7 separate regions of the Mus musculus genome follow, and regions 1, 2, 3, 4, 6 and 7 are each linked to region 5. The links are chromatin contacts, called in public Hi-C and promoter capture Hi-C maps. All regions are on one chromosome and are shown on one strand. Each heading gives the region's core, a stretch centred on a gene start, on an enhancer-like site or on the middle of the called end of the contact. The rest is flanking DNA. Distances are from core to core; before and after follow the strand shown. Region 1 holds the start of Miga2 (mitoguardin 2). Region 2 holds the start of Nup188 (nucleoporin 188). Region 3 holds the start of Tor1b (torsin family 1, member B). Region 4 holds the start of 1700084E18Rik (RIKEN cDNA 1700084E18 gene). Region 5 holds the start of Setx (senataxin). Region 6 holds the start of Dolpp1 (dolichyl pyrophosphate phosphatase 1). Region 7 holds the start of 1700001O22Rik (RIKEN cDNA 1700001O22 gene).

Region 1 (2,700 bases), core at 109-2,608, 1.2 Mb before region 5:
CAAGGAACAGATTATCCTTGGTGAGTGGGGGAAGGCATACAGCCCTATCAGGCTGGCCCTAGGGCTGTGGGGGGAGGGGAGAGGGCAAGAGGGCTGGCAGGCAGAGTGAGGTTCAAGGGCTAAAGAAATTGCCACACTGTCAAGGGCAGGGTACATTTTTGCCTAGAGGTTAAGTGGGCTATGATGTGCCTCCAGCCTGGCAGGGCACTGAGTGAGAGACAAGGACATCAAATAGCAGGAGATATACTTCTCAGAGCATTTCAACAAGCCAGCGCACTAGCTCTCTGTGAGGCCTCAGTGGAGTCCTTCTCAGAGCACGCAAGGATAGGAATACTGAGGCTTTGAGAGATGAGGACCGAGGCTGGGCCGAGCACCCTAGCCATTGCCTGCTGCTTGCTTGTATCAAACCTGAGGGCCTTGAACGTCTGGGAAGGCCACCTGGTATTAGAGGTGAGCCTATTCTAGGATCCAGGCAGGAGGAGAGAGGGAAGGGGAGGCCTGGCATCTGTTTGCAGGTGAGTCCAGTTAGCCTTGTCTGTGCCCAAGAGGAAGGAAGGGTCCAAGCTCATCATCATATCCTACCTGTCTCTCTATTCTAATGCTGGCCACCAATCCTGCTCCACATTCTTGAGCAGGTAGGTTATCTGCTCCTCCACCCTGGCACCTTAGGCCTGATATCCCGGCTTTCCAATCCAGGCCCTCCTCTTTTGTGCAAGCCAACCCTACTAATTGGCCTGAGCATTCTCTCGTCCCACTTTGACCTGGCTGTGTTATCAGAACCAGGCAGTACTACAGCTCACTCTGCCTCATGTCCTGTTTGTCCCACCCCTGCACATCTCTGTGGGATCCCACGCAGCCGGGCATTGGGCAACCCCACAGTGAACATCAACAATATTCCAAGCTTCAGTATCTGCTCCTTGCGGAGCCTGGGCAGGGACCTTCCTGCTTTGGCCCCGACCTCCCTAGGACATCCTTGACCGCTGTCCACATACAGCGCTGCCCACAGCCGGCACACCTGGGGGGGGAGGTGCCCGCGACCATACTTTTAGATGCTCGCAGCGTTCCAGGCCCGGGAGTCTCCTCTCTGACCCAGCTCCTTTCTCGTTCCACCCACGGAGCCACGCATCCTCTCGAGCCGCCTGGTCCAGGGGATCCACTCATCCCACCTTGGACACCTTCGCGGGCTGGCTGGATCGCAGACCCCGGCGTGGGCCGGGTTCCATGCTCCGCAAGCCTCGCTTCTAGCCCTGCTGATCTGGTCGCCCGCGCAGTGGCCGTCACTCACCAGGGATCCCATCGCTGGGGAAGGGCAGCGTCTCCTTTCCAGGCGGCAATACAACCAAACCACGCCGCTGGATGGGGAAGGCGTGGCCTCGGGCCGGCCAACACAGCTCTGACCAATGAGCGTCTCCATATCGCTCCGCATCGGCGAGGCCCTTGGCCAATGGGGTGAGCTACGTGATCACGCAGACTCCGCCTCCCTCGCTTTTCGCACCGCCCCCTAAGTGTGGTTGCAGTGTGGAATGTCCTCTTCTCTCCTCCGATTGGTCACTAGGATTAGACAGACACACGGACACTAAAAAGGCGGTGGAGTTAGTGGACACCTGGGGCTTTCTGGGAAGCAGCTGCTTAGAGAGTCTCTGCCACACGCTGGTCCTCAGCGTTGTTGTCACTGGGATGTCACACCTGATTACCAAACTCCTGCGCTACACATACTCTCACACCAACAGGCACACACGCATGCACGCACACGCACATCTACAACCCTTATTTATGCATGGTTTGGTTTGGTTTCTTGGTTTTGGATTTTTTTTTTTTTTTTTTTTTTTTTTTTTTTTTTTTGAGACAGGGTTCCTAAAGGATCTATGCTTTGGAGACTAGCAGGTTTTGTATGTTTGTTTTTTAGTTTGGTTTGGTTTGGGGTTTTGGTTGGTTGGGTTGGTTTTTGGTTTTTTTTGTTTTGTTTTGTTATTTTCTGAGGCGATTTTTTTTTTGTGTAGCCCAGGCTGTCCTGGAACTCCTGCCCTCTGTTGGGATTAAAGCCAGGTGTCACCACCGCACTGCCCGCTGATCTTGAATTCTTGATCCTCCTGCCTCCAATCGCCTGAAGTGCTGGAATTATTGGGGTTTTTTTTGTTTGTTTGGTTGGTTGGTTTGGTTTTTTGGGTTTCTCTCTCTCTCTCTCTCTCTCTCTCTCTCTCTCTTTCTTTCTTTCTTTTTCGAGACAGGGTTTCTCTGTGTAGCCCTGGCTGTCCTGGAACTCACTTTGTTGACCAGACTGGCCTCGAACTCAGAAATCTGCCTGCCTCTGCCTCCCAAGAGCTGGGATTAAAGGCGTGCACCACCACTGCCCGGCGAAGTGTTGGAATTATATACAAGCATGTGAAACTCTGCCCAGCTACATCCAAATTCTAAATTAGTAAATAATTATTATTTGAATATCAGGGGAAAAAAATAAAGGCCAAAGTGAACTTTTTTGGTAAAAGGTGCAAGTAGTGCCTATATAGGCCAGAAGAGGGCGACCTCTGATCGCCTGGAACTGGAGTTACAACTGAGAGGAATTCTGTGGGTGCTGGGAATTGAACCCTAGTTCTCTGCAAGAACAATACACTGGGCTTACCAATTGAGCCATCTCTCCAGCCTCCAGTTACTGATCCTTTTCAGCCAGTGTGAGTTACTGAATAAAGACATGCAATTATA
Region 2 (2,700 bases), core at 73-2,572, 1.2 Mb before region 5:
CCTGCTGGCAAGCCAAAACTTTCCTTTCCTTTTGAAAAAATTCATTTTTTTACAGTTTTCATACAAGTATTTATCCATAGCTGTGGATACAAGGTCTGGCATGAAACAAACCGGCCCTTGCAAGGACCACACTTTATCCACAGGAAACTCCAAAGAAAATGTTACCCCTGGAAGGTGAAGAGGCTAATGGAGAGAAAGATCAGCAATGTGTGTGATAATTACATGTCTGTCTGGGCGTTTCAGGTTTCCACAGGAAACAAGACCAAATAAAACTGGCAGAGTCAATTCCAGGTGACTGACAGGGAATGTTTACATTTAAGGGGAGGAAGGGCAGTGAAGACCCTTTCTGATCTATAATGTGGATACATACAGAGGTCTGGTTAAGGCTTTAGAGCCTTCCATCTGAAGGCTCACGGGGATTATCTCGAGGGCTGACAAGGGGGGACTGCCTATGTATGAACTGGACTTCTGAGTCCTGTGGAACAGGAGGCGCCTCTCCTAGTCGTGAGAAATGAATGAGGTAAGGCCTGCACGGCACTTTCCCAGGGTCTGGCGCTAGTAAGCGCTCTTTAAAGGCAAGCAGGGCTCGAAATTCATGTCTGTAATTTCCGCACCAAGAAGGCAAAGGCAAGACAACAAGGAGTTCAAGGCCTGCCCGAGAGGCAAGAGACCTTACCTCAAAAAAGAAACAAACAAACAAACAAACAAACAAAAGCACTCTTTTAAGTGAGAACTGTATATTTGTTTCGGGGTAATTCATCTTGTGTCCGAAGCCTGGCACAAAACCCGGAATCGCATGGAAGATGAAGGCATGCCTGCTGATTGCATCAATATCGGCATTAGCCAAAAATAAAAGAAGGCGGGAACTAAGGATGCCCGCGGGAAGAAATCGCGGCGTGGGCAAGGCACACCCGAGGGGGAGCAGGGCGCAGGGACAGCAAGGAAGGGATCGCAGTGGGGTGGGTCTTCCAGGCGACCCCGAAATGTCCCGCAGTGCCTACAGGCAACGTGGTGGAGCAAGCGTGGGTGTATGGGGACTACCGGAGGCTCAGGGACCACGGAGAGAGAAGGGAGAGCGGCAGGCCCGCTCCAAAAGTGTCCTCAGCCCCGCGAGCGGGAACGGTTTGGACCTAACCGCCTCCCCGGCAAGTGTCCGTCCACCCAGCCGGGGCTCGTCTCTGCCACTGCGGCTGAGCCCCGGTCCCAACTCCCGCCCAGCTCCCAGCCCGCGCTTCACGGCCACCCCCTGCCGCGCCCCACTCCGCACCTCACACACGGCCCACCAGCGGCAGCCGCCATCTTCGCGCGCGCGGCCCAGCCCCGCCCCCATGCGCCGTACCCACGTGACTGGGATCCTCCAGCCTGGGGGCGTGGGCTTCCGCCACGTGATGGTGGGCGTGGTCAAGATGGGGCTGTCAAGATGGCGCTGCCCTGGTGCGAGGGGAGTCCGCGGTGGAGGCGGTGGAGACTGTGAGCGGTGAAGAGGGCAAACATCTGCTACACCGTAGGTTGACAGCGGAGGCGGGTGACTGGGCGCCGGCTCCCAGGCCTCAGAGTGGCCCGTGGTGGAACACCCTTTTGGAAGCTGGAGAAGGTTGCTGGCTGGGTGAAATTGCTGCCCCTCTGCTTGGCGGGTTGAGGGCCCCAGAGGCCAAGGCGTCCCTAGTCACCAAACTTCTTCTCCCAAGAGCGCCAGACCTAGAGACATGACCCGACAGTGCCCTCCCCAGGAGTCTGGGGCTGCGCTGAGCGGGTCGGTGCTGGCGGAGGCTGCAGTGGTGTTCGCCGTGGTGTTGAGCATCCACGCTGCAGTGTGGGACCGATACTCCTGGTGCGCGGTGGCCCTCGCGGTGCAGGCCTTCTACGTCCAGTACAAGTGGGACCGGCTGCTCCAGCAGGGCAATGCCGTTTTCCAGTTCCGGATGTCCGCGAACAGCGGCTTACTGCCGGCCTCCATGGTCATGCCTTTGCTTGGGCTAGTCATGAAGGAGCGCTGCCAGACTGCAGGGAACCCATACTTCGAGCGCTTCGGCATTGTGGTTGCAGCTACTGGCATGGCAGTGGCCCTCTTCTCCTCCGTGTTGGCACTGGGCATTACTCGCCCGGTGCCCACCAATACTTGTGCCATCTCTGGTTTGGCTGGAGGCGTTATCATTTATATTATGAGGCACTCGCTCAGTGTAGGCGAGGTGATCGAGGTCCTGGAAGTCCTGCTAATATTTGTTTATCTCAACATGATCCTGCTGTACCTGCTGCCCCGATGCTTCACTCCTGGGGAGGCACTGCTGGTATTGGGTGGCATTAGCTTCGTCCTTAACCAACTCATCAAGCGCTCTCTGACTGAAAGCCAGGGGGACCCAGTGGACTTCTTCCTGTTGGTGGTGGTGGTAGGGATGGTGCTCATGGGTGTCTTTTTCAGCACCCTCTTTGTCTTCATGGATTCAGGCACCTGGGCCTCTTCCATCTTCTTCCACCTCATGACCTGTGTGCTGGGCCTTGGTGTGGTTCTGCCCTGGCTGCACTGGCTCATTCGTAGGAACCCCCTGCTTTGGCTTCTTCAGTTCCTCTTCTACACTGAAACTCGCATCTACCTCCTTGCCTATTGGTCTTTGCTGGCCTCTGTGGCCTGCCTGGTGGTGCTGTACCAGAATGCTAAGCGGTCGTCTTCTGAGTCCAAGAAGCACAGGGCGCCTACCATTA
Region 3 (2,700 bases), core at 72-2,571, 1.8 Mb before region 5:
AGCCCTCAGAAAGCTGGATCCCTAACACCAAAGCCAGCCTGGACTACACGATGAGGCACTGTCTCAGAAAGTATAAATAAAGAGAGGCTAGGCATTTAATCCCAGCCTTTGGAGGGCAGAGGTAGGTAGATCTCTGTGAGTTCCAGGCCTGCCAGACCTACACAGTAAAACTCAGTCAAATAAATAGCAGAAAGCAAAGCAGAGGCCAGATGGAGCACTTCAAGGCAGAGAAAGAAAAGCAGAGGCCAGAGCTACTGAGTAAAGTACCCCAGGCATATGATCAAAAATCGGTAGGTTTTCTTGCCTGGTACACCTTTATCTTCTGCTCATGAGGGAAGTGCAAAGTAGAGACGAACAGGTGGACAAAGTTACTCTTCAGGCCTTTTGGATAAAGGTTTTCAGCCACAATCTGGCTGATAAAATTCTTGCCCGTGCCAGCCCAGCCGTGCAAGGACAGAGTCAATGGTTTCTTGGAATTTTTGTTGTTCCTGAAGCCAGTCAATGCCTTGAGAATCACTTCGGTGGCAAGGTGCTGTCCAAACAGCTTCTCTTCCAAGTCCAGCTTGAGGGCTGCGGAGGCCCGCACCGGAACAAAGAGAAAAACACAGGTTAAAAAAGTACCTGAGTCAGAGGCACAGTTAGCGACTGATCCAGCAGGGCCAGAAGGGATGAAAAATGCAGAGATCTCACAGATCAGAGCCAGAATCATAAGGACCTACAGTCAGATCCTTAAGTGCCAGTTCTCCTTAACATCTAAATGTCAAACAAGCTACACAGATTCTTTCATCCAGGGAAGAACCATTTGGCGGCTGTGCTCCGGGCTAGCTTTCCCGCCACCCCTGATGGCTCGAAAAAAAAACAAACAAACAGCAAGAGCAACAGGCGGGCTTTCTGGATGGAGCTCCACGCCTGGCACCCCCTGGCGGGGCGCACCAGCTGGCCCCGTTGCGTTCAGTTCTCCAGGTGGTCATTGCAAGGCCTGCAAAGGTGTGGCGAGGTCCCGGCCGTGTGTGTCTCCCGCGGCGCCGCATCCAGCAGGAGCGGGAGCCAAGCTCCCAGTGCCCTCCCGCCCGCCCCGACCGGCCCGCGGGCACATACCCGACGTGTTGAGGGGCCGTTCCTCATGGCAGCACTCGGTGAAGCGGCAGTAGAAATCGGTATAGGACAGGTAGCCGGTGAGCGCCGACACGGCCCCGATGGCGATGCCCACGCTTACGGGCTCGAACGCCCCCGCCACGTGGGCGGCCAGCAGCGCCCACAGGGCCGTGGAGCCCCCAAACGCTCCGATTCGTCTCATCGCACGCAGGGAAGCACCGTGCGGCTGCGCTCCGAGCGCAGGATTCAGTCCCAGGGACTGAACTTCCGGTACGGCGCTGTCACTTCCGCTTAGCTAGAAAGCCGCCTTGTTGGAAAGGGGCGGGGAGATTATTGTCACCAACGTTGTGAGTGTCAGGAAACCCTCTAGAGACCATTAAAGGAATTTCATTCCTATCTTTTAGAGGTCCTGTTTGTTTGTTGGTTGGTTTGTTATACAAACACACACACACACACACACACACACACACAGGAGACGGAGAGAGGGAGAGAACGCAGAGATGGATCAGTTGTTAGGGGCACTGACTAGCTCTTCCTGAGGACCTGGGTTCACTTCCAAGCACCCACATTCCTGTTTTGTGACGGTCTCTAACCAGTTCCAGGGGTTCTGCCACTCTCTTTTGGCCTCTGTAAGCACTGCACACACACACACGGGACACAGACATACACGCAAGCAAAACAATCATACACACAACATAATAAAATTATTGGAAAATTATGCACACATAAAAATCAAAAGCCCAGATTGGGCTCCCAGCATCCACATCTGGTGGCTTATGATTGCCTGTACCTCCAGAACTTTTCCTCCGAGCTTTGTGGGCACCTCCACGTATACGGTGCTGTACAGAAGCTCAGGCGTGCACATACATATAAGATAATACATAAATAAATAAAATAATAATAATAATAATAGCAACAATAATGTGTGCTTGTTGTGAGAGAGACAGGGCTGAGCACTAGGGATGTAACGCACATAGGGACACCTGTGGGGGATTCACAAGGGAGACAGACATTTGTCTATGCGCATACCACACAGTGGGCCCCAGGTTGCCCGCTGGGAATTCATCCATGGAGTAGAGTTGGTCCTGCCTTTCAGGACACACAGGCTGTAGGGGAGGCAAGCAAGGGGACAAGGACTACTGAGTCATCAAAGTCCAGGTACTGTGGGGCAGGGAAAGCCTTTGCCTATGCTGAAGATTAGAGGTATTAATCAAAAACCGACGAAGTTGGTCATGCAGAAAACAAGCAGTGGTGTGGTTTATGTAAAGAGTAGAGTTTGTAAACAGCCCGTCTGAAATGTGTGATTACTCCTCCACACGCCTTCATTATATCAACTTGATATAGAATTTGAAGCCACAGGCTTTTTTCCTTTTTGTTTGTTTGTTTGTTTGGGTGTTTTGTTTTGTTTTGTTTTTGGGACAGGGTTTCTCTGCGGAGCCCTGGCTGTCCTTGAACTCACTCTGTAGACCAGGCTGGCCTCGAACTCAGAAATCCGCCTGCCTCTGCCTCCCAAGTGCTGGGATTAAAGGTGTGCGCCACCACCGCCTGGCTGCCACAGGCTTTTAATAGGGACAATACAGCCAACTTGAAGATCATTCCCCAAGG
Region 4 (2,700 bases), core at 195-2,694, 1.1 Mb before region 5:
TGAATATACCCCCTCTCCTACCCTCAATGGTCAACTTATTCTTCCTGCACTGGCCATTTTCTCTACTTCAGAGGACATAACACAGATGGCAGAGTTAAAGAGACCACTGACACACTTGCAAGGCAGGAAAAGACTTTGTAGCCTCTGGCTACTCATTTCTGTCTCCAAAATTCAGCAGACAAGTGTCCCCATCCTCACAAAGACTCTCTCCCCTCCACACCTCATCCTTAAAGCTGTCCCTGTCCTAGCTAGGGCAGCGTTAGAGGAGGTTGTACAAGAGTGGCTGTCCTAGAACTACCACTATGTCAGCCCAGTTCCCATCAAGAAAAAGCTAATGCTCACTCAATGTGTTCTTTCAAAACAAGACAACAACTGTATCAAGCAGAACCAGCCCATCTTGACTCACTCCAGTCCAGTGCATGGCAGGTTCAAGAACCCTGGTCTCAAACAGAGGTTAGAGGCCCACGTCTCTACCCAGCACTCAGGAACCAGACAGGTGAATCTCCGTGAGCTCGAGGCCAGCCAGCCTGGTTTACAGAGAGAGTTTGAGGACAGTCAAGGCTACATAGTTGAGACCCTATCTCAAAAAACAAGCCCCCACCCCCTGCCACTGTCATCCCGAACTCTGCTGTTCCTTCAGCTTGGGGTCGCCTTTGCTGACCTCCAGCTCACCAACAACCTCCTGTACTTGTCACTCCTGCCCAAGAGATGCACAAAACAGGGACAGAACGAAACAGACTCTCATATCAGGAGTCGGTCGTTCAGGGAGCCCCAGTCTGAGGTCCCAAAAGCCTGTGCTCCCTTCCCCATAGCAGGGGACAGTCCGGGAGATCAGGAAGAGGGAGTGGTCTAAAGAGAAGCCGGCGCCGGGAAGCCCACGGCCAAGAACTGTAAGAGCTGGTGGGGGAGCTGTCAAGAGAACCCCGGGTGGAACCTCTGGGAAGGGGGCGCGTGCGCCAAGGGGCGCGGATCTGCGGGGACCAGCGCGGCAAGTGCGGCCTGAGGACCGCGGCGGAAACTCGGGTGAGAGGCGCGCGGAGAACAGGGTGCCCGGGAGGGGGCTCGCGCGCCGCCGCACGGCCTGGAGGGTGGAGACCGGAGCCGGCGCCCGCGGGAGGCAGGGCGGAGCGAAGCCCAGCGCGGGGCCAGGGTGGCCGGCGCCCCTGGGCAGCGAGAGCCCCGCAGAACTTGAAGGGGCGGAGCGCGCGTCCGAGGAGAGCGTCCCGTGCGGTGACAGCGCGCGTCTCATCCCCCACCCGACCCGCTCACCTGGGCTCTCCGCTCGCAGCCGCCCGCAGGCAGCCCGGGCCCTCCACCTCCCAGTCCGGCCGCCCGCCGCCGCGCTCCTCCAGCGCCTCCTTTTGTTTGTCCCTCACTGCACCACTCTGCCTCCCCCGCCCCGGAAGTGACGTCACGGCCGGACGCACCCGCGGCATCCCGGCCGTCGCCATGTCTGTTAAGGGGAAAGCTTGAGGCGGCTTCACCCTACTCCCGTCCACGTGCCTGCGCCAAGCCACTTCGGGGCGGAAGTAACGGGACAGAACTAAGCCCCCTTAAAGGGACAGGGATCCCTGCAACTTAAGGGATGCGTTACTCTGGCCAGAGCGGCCAAGTGACCCAAGCTGACGCAAGTATCCGCTCACCTCCTTTGTTCGGGTTCCGATCGCCATTGGGCCAGCGTCCTCATACCTTTAGTGCTGCTCGTTAGCTGACTCGCTGCCCAAACTCTTCAGGTGCCCGCAAATGTAACTGCCCTGCTGATGCTGACGCGCGCCTCGACACGTCCGGCTTGCGACGGTTGTCCCTGAAAAGCCGCATAATTCCGAGTTAACTGAATGGCTTCTCCGCCGCCGCTGCAATAAACACAGTTGAACTAAATTTAAAGGTTTCTTGGGCGATTAGTCGCGCCCCGGCGAGTTCACTGTCTCACACTAGGAGATCTTTGAAGTCGTTGGACTGGACTGGGTTAGGAACTTTTTGTAGAAGAGGGGAGAGAGGTAGTGCCGTGCTTGAGAAGGTATTGGAGTTTAGGAATCTGGTAGGTGTGTCCTGAGTCCAGTGGTCACTTTGAAACTAAGTATCTGCTTTATCCAGTATTTTGCTCCGACTTTTGTAAGCAAGGGCTTCTGGTGGGGATCTCTTTGTCCGGTTCCCCGGCTTCTGGCTGGAGATAGAGGATTGGCAGAGGGTGTGAGGGGAATTCTCTATCGGGAAACCTCCAGCCTAACGTTAGCAGCGAATTTTGAGCTGAGCTGAGGATAAAACCACATCTTCAGAACCAAGCCTCCAGACGCTAGCTGTGTGTGTGTGTTAATCTTCCCGGGTCCTCATAATTCCCAGGCTAACTGTAGTAATCCTTAGGTTGGGAAATTGTTCAGCTATTAAAACAAAGTGTTTCATGTACTCCAGTATGGGACGAGTTCCAGTAGCTTACGTGAAAGAAGAAAGGCAGGGAGCACAGCAATGAGTTTTTGTGGAGTTGGGTATCAGTGGTGTGTGCACCAGCTGACTAATATACACAGGCTGTACAGATGACCCTTCCCTCACTGAATGATCTCCGCCCCCTTTTACAGTGACAGGACCTCTGGAAGAGCAGTCAGTGCTCTTAGCTGCTGAGCCATCTCTCCAGCCCAGCCCCTTAACCTTAAATTTATATAAAGAGAAAGGGGGATATAAGTATATTTATCCACATACTAAGGT
Region 5 (2,700 bases), core at 24-2,523:
ACTCCTCCTTTCTTGAGTCTTCCTATTCTTTCATCATTTGCCCGAATTACTAAGTCTAATCTCTCTGCCTCACCTGACCTACCTCCAAAAATTCCTAACAAAATGCTGCCAGAGGTTACTGCACACATTAGACTTATTTTAAAAAAAAAATTAAAGATTTGTTTTATTTATATGAGTACAGTGTAGCTATCTTCAGACACACCAGAAGAGGGCATGTCAAGGTATGGATCTATGCCACATTTTTAACTCTAGTACTTATCAAATAACTAAAAAAGAAGTTATTGTTTAATAAGACAATTACCTTGACCAAGGTCCTACAGAGAAGTGATGCTCTTTGTGATTGCTGGGCTTATCTGTGAGATGTGGCTCTGCATTCAGACAGATTCACACTTTGGCCCCCAAAAAGAACATTTCTGAAATTAAAATAAAAACTGATAAAATGTCCCTTACATTATGCATCTCACCTGGGCCTTGTGTCATCTAATGAGTTACCTAGGTCAGGTTAGATCCACACACTACTGGGGGGAACGGCTTAACACTGATCCCCCCCCCCAACTTCCCTAGGGACTGTTCTCCTCCAGGGGCCAAATAGGCACTTGATCACATCCGCTGTGGGCGTACGGGAGGCTGTCCACACCGCAACGCCTGGTACGGCGGGGAGGGCGTCCGGGTGCCCATGCGGAAGCGACGCCAGGACAGAGGGTCGGATCCTTACCCGGGAGGCCTCCCTCGCCCCGAAGCTAAGGGTCCTCGCTGTACATCGTTGCCCAGGGCCGGCGGTGCTGATGCCAGAACAGCAGAGATCCGGGGGCGGGCCTCGCTTGCAGGAAACACCAAGCGCTGCCCGCCCTTGGTAGCAGCGGCAAGCCGCCGCTCTCACCAAACGCAGCTCTCCAGAAGGGTCACAGCAGGCGCCCGCTCCCGCAGGCCGCGCGCAAGTTCCCAACGGCAGTAAGCCGCGCGCCCCTCACCGCGCACGCGCTCTCCTCTCCTGCTCGTTCGCCCGCTCGCGGCTTGTCCGCGGCGCGTCTCACCCCGGCTAGGCCCGGCTGCAGCGCGCTAACCCACCTCCATGCCCCCCGCTAGAACAGCAGACGGAAGGGCAAGGCGACGCCCAACGCCCAACCCGCCGCTGCCGCGAGAGCGGACCCCGCCCTCAGCCCGCCCCCGCCAGAGCCGGCTTGTTGTGGTACACCAAGGGGGCGGACCATGGGGGCGGACGGGAGGTGGAAAGTGCAGCAGCGGGGAACAACCGGCCTGACCGCTGAGTGGCGTCACTTCCGGAACGAGGGGGGTAAGTCCGACCAATCAAGGACTCCCGTCCAAAGGAGCGGTAAATTAGCCGAGGAGCCTGTCCCCGCCCCTTTCCTCGTCCCGCCCCCTTTCTCACCCCGCCCCTTCCCCGACCCTCTTCGGGGAGATGCTTACCTGCTGGTTCCCTTTGGGCTCTTCCGCTCCCCAACGTCCGCGACGTCTGTCACGTTTCCGTCCGAAACCTAAACAATAAAATGTGTGCGTGATTCTGCAAGGGCGCCCCAAGTCGAGGGCTCTGCCCGTTTCCGACCCAGAACAGGCTCCGATAATGGAACACAGTCATGTCAGATTTCCCAAAGGACAGTTGGGTGGCCCAAAACCTCTCCTCCTCAAAAACGGAATTTAGGAAAAAAACAAATCACTTTACAAGCCCGGCAGCCTGTGGTCCCTGTACTCAGAAGGCTTAAAGCCAGCGCATCCAGGCCCAAAGGCCAGCCTCGTACAGAAAGCGATTTCGAGGCCTACATTACATTCACCAAAATTTTAAAATTAAAATAATTCTTTTTTTTAAAAAGGAAAGGGTGTGATGAGGTTTCAACTCCAGACCTGGAGGTCAGCGATTTGGAGGCCTAAATTAACCAAAAATTAAAAGTTAACATTCTTTCTTTTTCTTTTTTTTTTTTTCCTTTTTTTTTTTTTTTTAAAGGAAAGTGTGCAAGAAAGTAACTCAGGAGCACTCACCTGTCACACTGTAACACTGGGTTCCATTGCCAACGCCACAGAAAAGAACAAGGCTCTTAGAGGTGGCAGGTGGGTCAGAGACCTTCCTACCCTGGAGAACCTTAACGCAGAATGAGAAGCCAGCGCCTGAAGCACGAGGGTAAAGCTCTAAGGAACGTTCCAGAAAAGGGGGTGTGGTTTATAAGGCAGCAGATGACCGTTAGAGGGGCTTTAGCCAATCAGGAAGCGGCAGTTGAAGCTGACCGTTATTTTCTCCCCCCCCCCTTTTTTTTCATTTCGTCAAAGGTTTCTATCAAAATCAAAGTTGCAGAAAGTGGTTTCAAACTAGAAGCACTATATGTATGCATGGTTTTTAAAGTAACACATTTATGATAGTTTTTTTTTAAACAAGACTCTTGATAGCTAACTGAAATTTTCAGAAATGAGGGGAAATGATAGAAACTACCCGCAGTTCCTTGTCCCTGATGATACAGATCCTGGCAGAATTCGTAACCCAGATTTCAGACTTCAGCAATATACCATGCTTTATTCGTGAAAGGACATAAATGCTAAGTTACTCTTGAGTGTAAGAAACACAAGTCTGACGCTGGAGCGAGAGCTCAGCAGTTAGGAACACTTACTGATCTTCCAGAGGACCCAGAGTTAATTTTCTAGCGCCACATTGCAGTTCACATCTGTCTGAAACTTCGGTCCTAAGTGATGAGA
Region 6 (2,700 bases), core at 35-2,534, 1.3 Mb before region 5:
GAGGCAAAGTTCTCCTGGCCTGTGGCCCTGTGTTCTCAGCAGACCCAAGTTCTCAGGCCCTCTACCCAAGAGGACAGGCCCTTCCTGGACAACCAGAGGCCAGCAAGGGGGCCCCGGCTGCTCAGCAACAAACATTTATCCAGGGAGGGTGCTGGCAAGCTAGAGAGATAAACTACAGGTATTTACTGGGTGTCCACTGTGGGCCAGGCTCTGTGCCCAGCACCTCTTAGGCCTGTGGTCATTTGAGTCACACACCATTACAGAAAGGAGACACTGTACTTGGAGCCACTTAAGATGAAGTGACTGGAGGGGTGGTGCCTACCCTGGAGCCCGGAAACGTCTCACCCCAAGGCCTAAGCTCCGCTCCGCTCCACTCTATGGAGCCGAGCCGGAACTTCAGAACCATGGCTAATGGACCTTCCCACCAGAGAGGCGGGCACTCCCAGAGGCGTGTCAGATGGAAGCTCTTACAAGTCAGGCTCCCAGGGGCTGCATGCCCCCTTGGCGGCTGGCCTCTGCCGCGCTGCTCAGGGCGTGGCGCCGCAAATTCTCCCAAACCTGGCCTGGGTTTGCACACTCCCTGCAACTGGGAGCTTTCTCCAGTGAGCAGCCCGCAGCGTAGTGAAGGAAACTGTCACTCCCTGCACAGCCGAGCAGGAGTGCGGCCTCTCTGGCTCGGGGGAGGGCGGGGCACAAGGGACAAAGTCCAGGCCCAGATCCTCGCCCGCCCTATCCAGACCCTCCCCCGGCCCAGGACAGCCCACCAGCACCCCGGGACCCCGGAGAGCGACTCGGCCGCGCAGCCGCAGAGCACACGAGCGAGCCGCTCGCAATTTCTCCCTGCTCATCGCCGCCTCACTGCGCCTGCGCGGCGCGCGCGCCGGCCGAGCCCCTCCAAGGCTCGCTGTTTGACAGTTCCCACCGCGGTTCCAAGGCGCCCCGAAGGCGGTCCGCGCGGCCCGGAACGCCCGGGGCTGTGGCGGCAGCTCGAGGAGAACGTCCTCGGAGCCGGGGCAGGCTCTTACCTGCAGGGTATTCGACGTGGGTGAGGGTCACTGGCCGCCATGAAGCGGGGAGCGAGCACTGTCCGTCCGCTGCCATCTTACCCGGAGACCGGGCTTCGCAGAGCAGCCAATGGGGAGCAAGGGGGGCGGTGGTCCTGACCTATCACGCCGGGGAGACGCCACGCACCCAATCCGAGGCCGATTGCAGGTAGTGGCGCAGCCATTCAGTGTGCAGGTCGTGAGGCTGGCCCGTGCGGCGAATCAGAGAGCGGGGACTCGCGCAGCTTTGCCAGTGTCCAATCCCGTGCGAGTTCAGGTAGTTGACTAACCAATCAAGAGAATGGAGCACTCGCAGCGCAGGACAGAGCGCAGAACAGCCAATCAAAAGGTAAGCTTAGCTCGGCGTGTGGGAAGGGCGAGCCAATCAGGCGCTATCTCGGGGGGCGTGTTGTACTTTGGTGGGAGCTTTGGTTAGGCTGGCACCTGCGCCCAGAGTTAAAGCTCCTGAGAACCCAGAGCGCAGTGGAGGAGCAGCCTCAGCACCACCGGGTCTCAACCGACCCATTTGGAAAACAAAAATGTGTTCCTCACTATGAAGGCTAGGCTTGCCCCAGCATCATTCTGCCTCGTCCTCCAGGTTCTGGCTTCCTGTCCATAAATGTAAACTGAAGTCAAAGACCTAGTGCAGTTTTTTATTGCCCTTTACTGACAGACAAGAGGTGCAGTTCCGCAAAGGAACTTTTCTGTTAAAAAAAAATTATTGGTCCTCACTTCTGGGATGTAGCACATATTGTAGATATCTTAGATGGGATGCTATACGTTTCAATTACGCCGTAGCGTAGTGAGGCCACTTGGGACCATTTTCAGTATAATCCAGATGTTCCATCTACCCTTCTCTGTTTCCCCATTCTTGAAGAAACATTCTTGAAGAAACAGCCACACCTCCCACCCACGTCCCCTTTCTGAACCAACTCTCTCCAGACAGACCTACTTACTGTCTAGGCCAGATTCCAATTCCTCAAATTTCTCTGCAAGGAATGGGCACACACACTCCTGCCCCATTTGCCTGGCCCAGGCTGACTTGTCAGTTCATAGCTTCAGGTTCTGAAAATTAAGAGAAGGGCCTCCACAGAAGCAGGGGGATCTCTGTGAGTTGGAAGCCAGTCTGGGCTACCTCAGAAAGGGGGTGGGGGAGTTCCAGTGGTCTCCCACAATTGCACCTCCTTTGCCTACCTCATCTCTGGCTACACTTGACTGTAATTATTTCCTTGTCTGCCTCTGCCAGTATGCAACGGTTCTCTGACCTCTGACTAAGGCCCAGAGCATGTACAGTAAAAAAATAAAAATAAAAGCAGGTTCCGGGTCTGCCTTAGACCTGGGGGTACCCAGTAGGTCTAGGTTGGAGCCTTGGCCCTCCATATTCTATGTTCTGAGGTCACTAGCTACAGTGGCTTAGTCTGGCAGCCCGTGGAAGCCAGAATTGTAGGTTACTCTAAGTAGGCTGGGGACTCAGAATCCCCCAGTGGTGTTCAGCTTGTCTTCCGTCTCCCTACCCAGCCTGAACTTATCCAGCTGGGCCCACCTCCTAGTCACCTGCCCTTAGCTCTCTCTCTCAGGCAAAGTCATTATTAGCCTTTGAAAGAAAGAGGTGTGAGACGTGGTCATGAGCTTCCTAGAATAGTTCTCTGAGAGAGAG
Region 7 (2,714 bases), core at 44-2,543, 1.7 Mb before region 5:
TTGTCCTAGTCTTTAGGGGAAAGCTCTCTGGTTGCCCAGATCTCAAGACTATTAAGGATTGGAGCAGAAACAAAACGCTAAGTCAGTGGTTCTCAGCCTCCCTATGCACGCTCCCTCATGCTGTGTTGACCCCAAATATATAACTATTTCCATTGCAACCTCTAACTGTAACTGTAATGTTGCTACTGTTGTGAATTGTAATGTAAATATCTGTGTTTTCTGATGGTCTTAGGTGACCCCTGTGAAAAGGCCGTTGTGACCCTCACAAGGGTCACAACCCACAGGTTGAGAAACACTGTTCTAAATCATATTTTTTAGACAGGATTTCATTTAGCCCACGCTGACCTTGAAGTTGGTATATAGCCAAGCACAACCTTGAATTGTTTATTTTGAGACAGGTTCTCTCTCTCTCTCTCTCTCTCTCTCTCTCTCTCTTGTTTTGGTTTTTGTTTTGTTTTGTTTTTGAGGCAGGGTTTCTCTGTGTAACCCTGGCTGTCCTGGAACTCACTCTGTAGACCAGGCTGGCCTTGAACTCAGAAATCCGCCTACCTCTGCCTCCCAAGTGCTGGGGTTAAAGGTGTGTGCCACCATTGCCCTGTGTTTGAGACAGGTTCTTACTATGTAGCTCTGGCTGGCCTGGAATTCATATGTAGACCAGGGTAGCCACAAACTGAGAGAGATGCCTGCCTCTGCCTCCCAAGTGCTAGAGCTAAAGCTGTGCACTACCACACTTAATAGCCTTGAGGTTTTTTGTTTTGTTTTGTTTTTCAAGACAAGGTTTCTCTGTTTAGTCCTGAAACTCACTTTGTAGACCAGGCTGGCCTCGAACTCTGAGATCCACCAGCTTCAGCCTCCTGAGTGCTGGGATTAAAAGCATGTGCCACCACTTCCTGACAATAGCCTTAATTTAAAAAAAAAAAATATGAGTATGAGTGTTTTGCCTCCATGGCAGTGCATTTTGTGCGTGCCTGGTGACCTTGAGGCTAGAAGAGTGGCGGATAACTTTGGCACTGGAGGCTGTGAGTTGTTCTGTATATACGGTATGGGAATCTAAGTCCGGTCCTCTCGCTGATCTGTTTCTCTAGCCTATGCAACTGCCTCCCAAGTGCTGAAATCACAGGCATGGGCCGCCACGCTCAGTTTCTTGCACATTCTAGACAAACCCTCTCCCAAGTGTGCTAAGTGATAGGAAAGGCGGTCTTAGGCCAGCAGGTGCAGAGAGCTCTGCACTGTGCCAGGCGCTCCGCGTGCTCTAGCTCATGTCAACGTCACAGCCGCCCCAAAGGGCTGGCGTTCCCGCCCTCACCGCCTTTGCGCCGGGACACAGCAGGCTAGGGTCCTGCCGGAGTCGGCTTCTGCTGCCCCTTCCCGGCGCTATGGACTGCGGGCTGGAATACGACCTTCCTGCGGCCCCGCTCGCCCCTGCGCGTCCCCCGGGCGCGAAGGTGTCCTGAGCCGAGCTCTGACTCAGGATGTTCCGGCGCCAGTCCATGGAGGGGACCCCGGCCTACAAGCCCAAGGGATATCCCGACGGGACCACCCAGCGCCGCCCTGTTAAGCGGCTGCCGATGCTGCTGCCAATGCTCGAAGGCCGTGTGGGGCGAGATGTAGACGGCGCGTGGCGGCGGGACCGCAAGTCCCAGCGCCTGCCTTGCGGGTCCCCCGAGTCCCCGAACGCTCGGCGAGACCGTGGGACCGCGCGCGCACTGCTACTGCCGTCGCTGCAGCCGAGCAGCTCGGCCCGGGAGGCGGGAACTCGGGGGAACCGGCAGCCTGCAGCCCGCGACAACCCTGACTCCCTGGGCACGCTGCTGGGGAAGCTGCTGCCCAACAAGTTCCGCCACTTCCTGCACCACCTGAGCGCCGAGAGCGCAGACCCAGAGGCGGACCGTGAGGCCGGGGGGATGGGGTGGGGAGTGGGTGTGTGTGCGCGGAGTCTGGGGTTCCCAAGCGAGGACTGTCTCCATCTCAACGGGCTCTCCTCCTCCCCCTTCTCCTTTCCTTCCTCCTCCTGTTGTCCCCACCCAGCACCCTCAGCGCCACATAACCCTAGGAGTACATCAAATCACTGCCTAGCTTCTCGGTCTTCCAGCTGCTTATTCCTCCCAGACCTGTGGTAAGCGGAGGGGACCCTCTTGATGAAGGAGGGGTTGCCTTGAGTGCTACCAAGGTGGGCCTCTGCTCACATCAGCTGTGACTTCTTTCTCTTTGAGGGACAAACCATTGCACTGGGACAACAATTTTAAAGAGAAGACTACCCTGGGGCTCCCAAGAGGTGAACTTGCCAGAGCCAAAAAGGCCCATCCGTGAGTAGTAGCTGTTGTGAGTACACACGTGCTATAATTTTGTAGCGTTGACTCTCTCCTCCCACCATCACGTGGGCTTGGGGGATGGAAAGGAGGTCATAGGCTTGCCTAACAATCACTTCTATCATTTCCCCAAGCCATGAGTTCTGGGAATGGGAACAGGAAGGCATTCGTTCGCTCCCTTGTTTCCAGACATTTAGTAATGGATTTACCGTGTATCTATCGATCCACTCACCTATCCATCCTTTCACGCACCTAACCCCTTACTCACAAACCAGGTCTTCTATAAGCTATTGTGAATCTCCATCCACCTAGCCATCGAAGCATCTAACTGGCCATGAACTCATAACTGCCCCCAAACTGCTGGACTGCCAGACAGCCAGTCTTTTGTTTATTCAGAAATCCCCT

The links. Promoter capture Hi-C pulls out the DNA fragments that hold promoters and counts their contacts. Hi-C and Micro-C count contacts between places; a contact is called where the count stands out from the background.
Region 1: a contact with region 5 is called in a Hi-C map of muscle stem cells, with 7 times the contacts expected there. The contact joins the promoter of Miga2 here to the promoter of Setx in region 5. A contact is called at or near these places in 1 of 39 promoter capture datasets (pre-B cells), 1 of 484 Hi-C or Micro-C datasets (muscle stem cells) and 1 of 115 datasets of contacts at active chromatin or transcription factors (astrocytes).
Region 2: a contact with region 5 is called in a promoter capture Hi-C map of pre-B cells, with 3 times the contacts expected there. The contact joins the promoter of Nup188 here to the promoter of Setx in region 5. A contact is called at or near these places in 1 of 39 promoter capture datasets (pre-B cells) and 1 of 115 datasets of contacts at active chromatin or transcription factors (astrocytes).
Region 3: a promoter capture Hi-C map of liver shows a contact between it and region 5, with 4 times the contacts expected there. The contact joins the promoter of Tor1b here to the promoter of Setx in region 5. A contact is called at or near these places in 2 of 39 promoter capture datasets (liver and pre-B cells).
Region 4: a contact with region 5 is called in a promoter capture Hi-C map of pre-B cells, with 2.4 times the contacts expected there. The contact joins the promoter of 1700084E18Rik here to the promoter of Setx in region 5. A contact is called at or near these places in 1 of 39 promoter capture datasets (pre-B cells), 1 of 484 Hi-C or Micro-C datasets (muscle stem cells) and 1 of 115 datasets of contacts at active chromatin or transcription factors (astrocytes).
Region 6: a promoter capture Hi-C map of pre-B cells shows a contact between it and region 5, with 2.2 times the contacts expected there. The contact joins the promoter of Dolpp1 here to the promoter of Setx in region 5.
Region 7: a promoter capture Hi-C map of pre-B cells shows a contact between it and region 5, with 2.6 times the contacts expected there. The contact joins the promoter of 1700001O22Rik here to the promoter of Setx in region 5.

The regions. Positions count from the first base shown.
Region 1 is chr2:30,362,891-30,365,590 of GRCm38.p6, reverse strand. Miga2 (mitoguardin 2) reads right to left here and starts at 1,358. Exons shown (of 16, transcript NM_001242407.1): 1 at 1,286-1,358.
Region 2 is chr2:30,285,038-30,287,737 of GRCm38.p6, reverse strand. Nup188 (nucleoporin 188) reads right to left here and starts at 1,322. Exons shown (of 44, transcript NM_198304.3): 1 at 1,268-1,322. The coding sequence starts at 1,299. It overlaps Dolk (dolichol kinase), which reads left to right and starts at 1,384. Exons shown (of 1, transcript NM_177648.3): 1 at 1,384-2,700. The coding sequence starts at 1,707.
Region 3 is chr2:30,951,622-30,954,321 of GRCm38.p6, reverse strand. Tor1b (torsin family 1, member B) reads right to left here and starts at 1,321. Exons shown (of 5, transcript NM_133673.3): 1 at 1,099-1,321; 2 at 305-570. The coding sequence starts at 1,297.
Region 4 is chr2:30,236,375-30,239,074 of GRCm38.p6, reverse strand. It overlaps 1700084E18Rik (RIKEN cDNA 1700084E18 gene), which reads left to right and starts at 1,444. Exons shown (of 1, transcript NR_028299.1): 1 at 1,444-1,878. It overlaps Lrrc8a (leucine rich repeat containing 8A VRAC subunit A), which reads right to left and starts at 1,306. Exons shown (of 4, transcript NM_177725.4): 1 at 1,270-1,306.
Region 5 is chr2:29,123,565-29,126,264 of GRCm38.p6, reverse strand. It overlaps Setx (senataxin), which reads right to left and starts at 1,273. Exons shown (of 26, transcript NM_198033.2): 1 at 716-1,273; 2 at 302-413.
Region 6 is chr2:30,390,838-30,393,537 of GRCm38.p6, reverse strand. It overlaps Dolpp1 (dolichyl pyrophosphate phosphatase 1), which reads right to left and starts at 1,284. Exons shown (of 8, transcript NM_020329.4): 1 at 1,026-1,284. The coding sequence starts at 1,101.
Region 7 is chr2:30,800,316-30,803,029 of GRCm38.p6, reverse strand. 1700001O22Rik (RIKEN cDNA 1700001O22 gene) reads left to right here and starts at 1,293. Exons shown (of 7, transcript NM_198000.3): 1 at 1,293-1,890; 2 at 2,029-2,116; 3 at 2,214-2,306. The coding sequence starts at 1,473.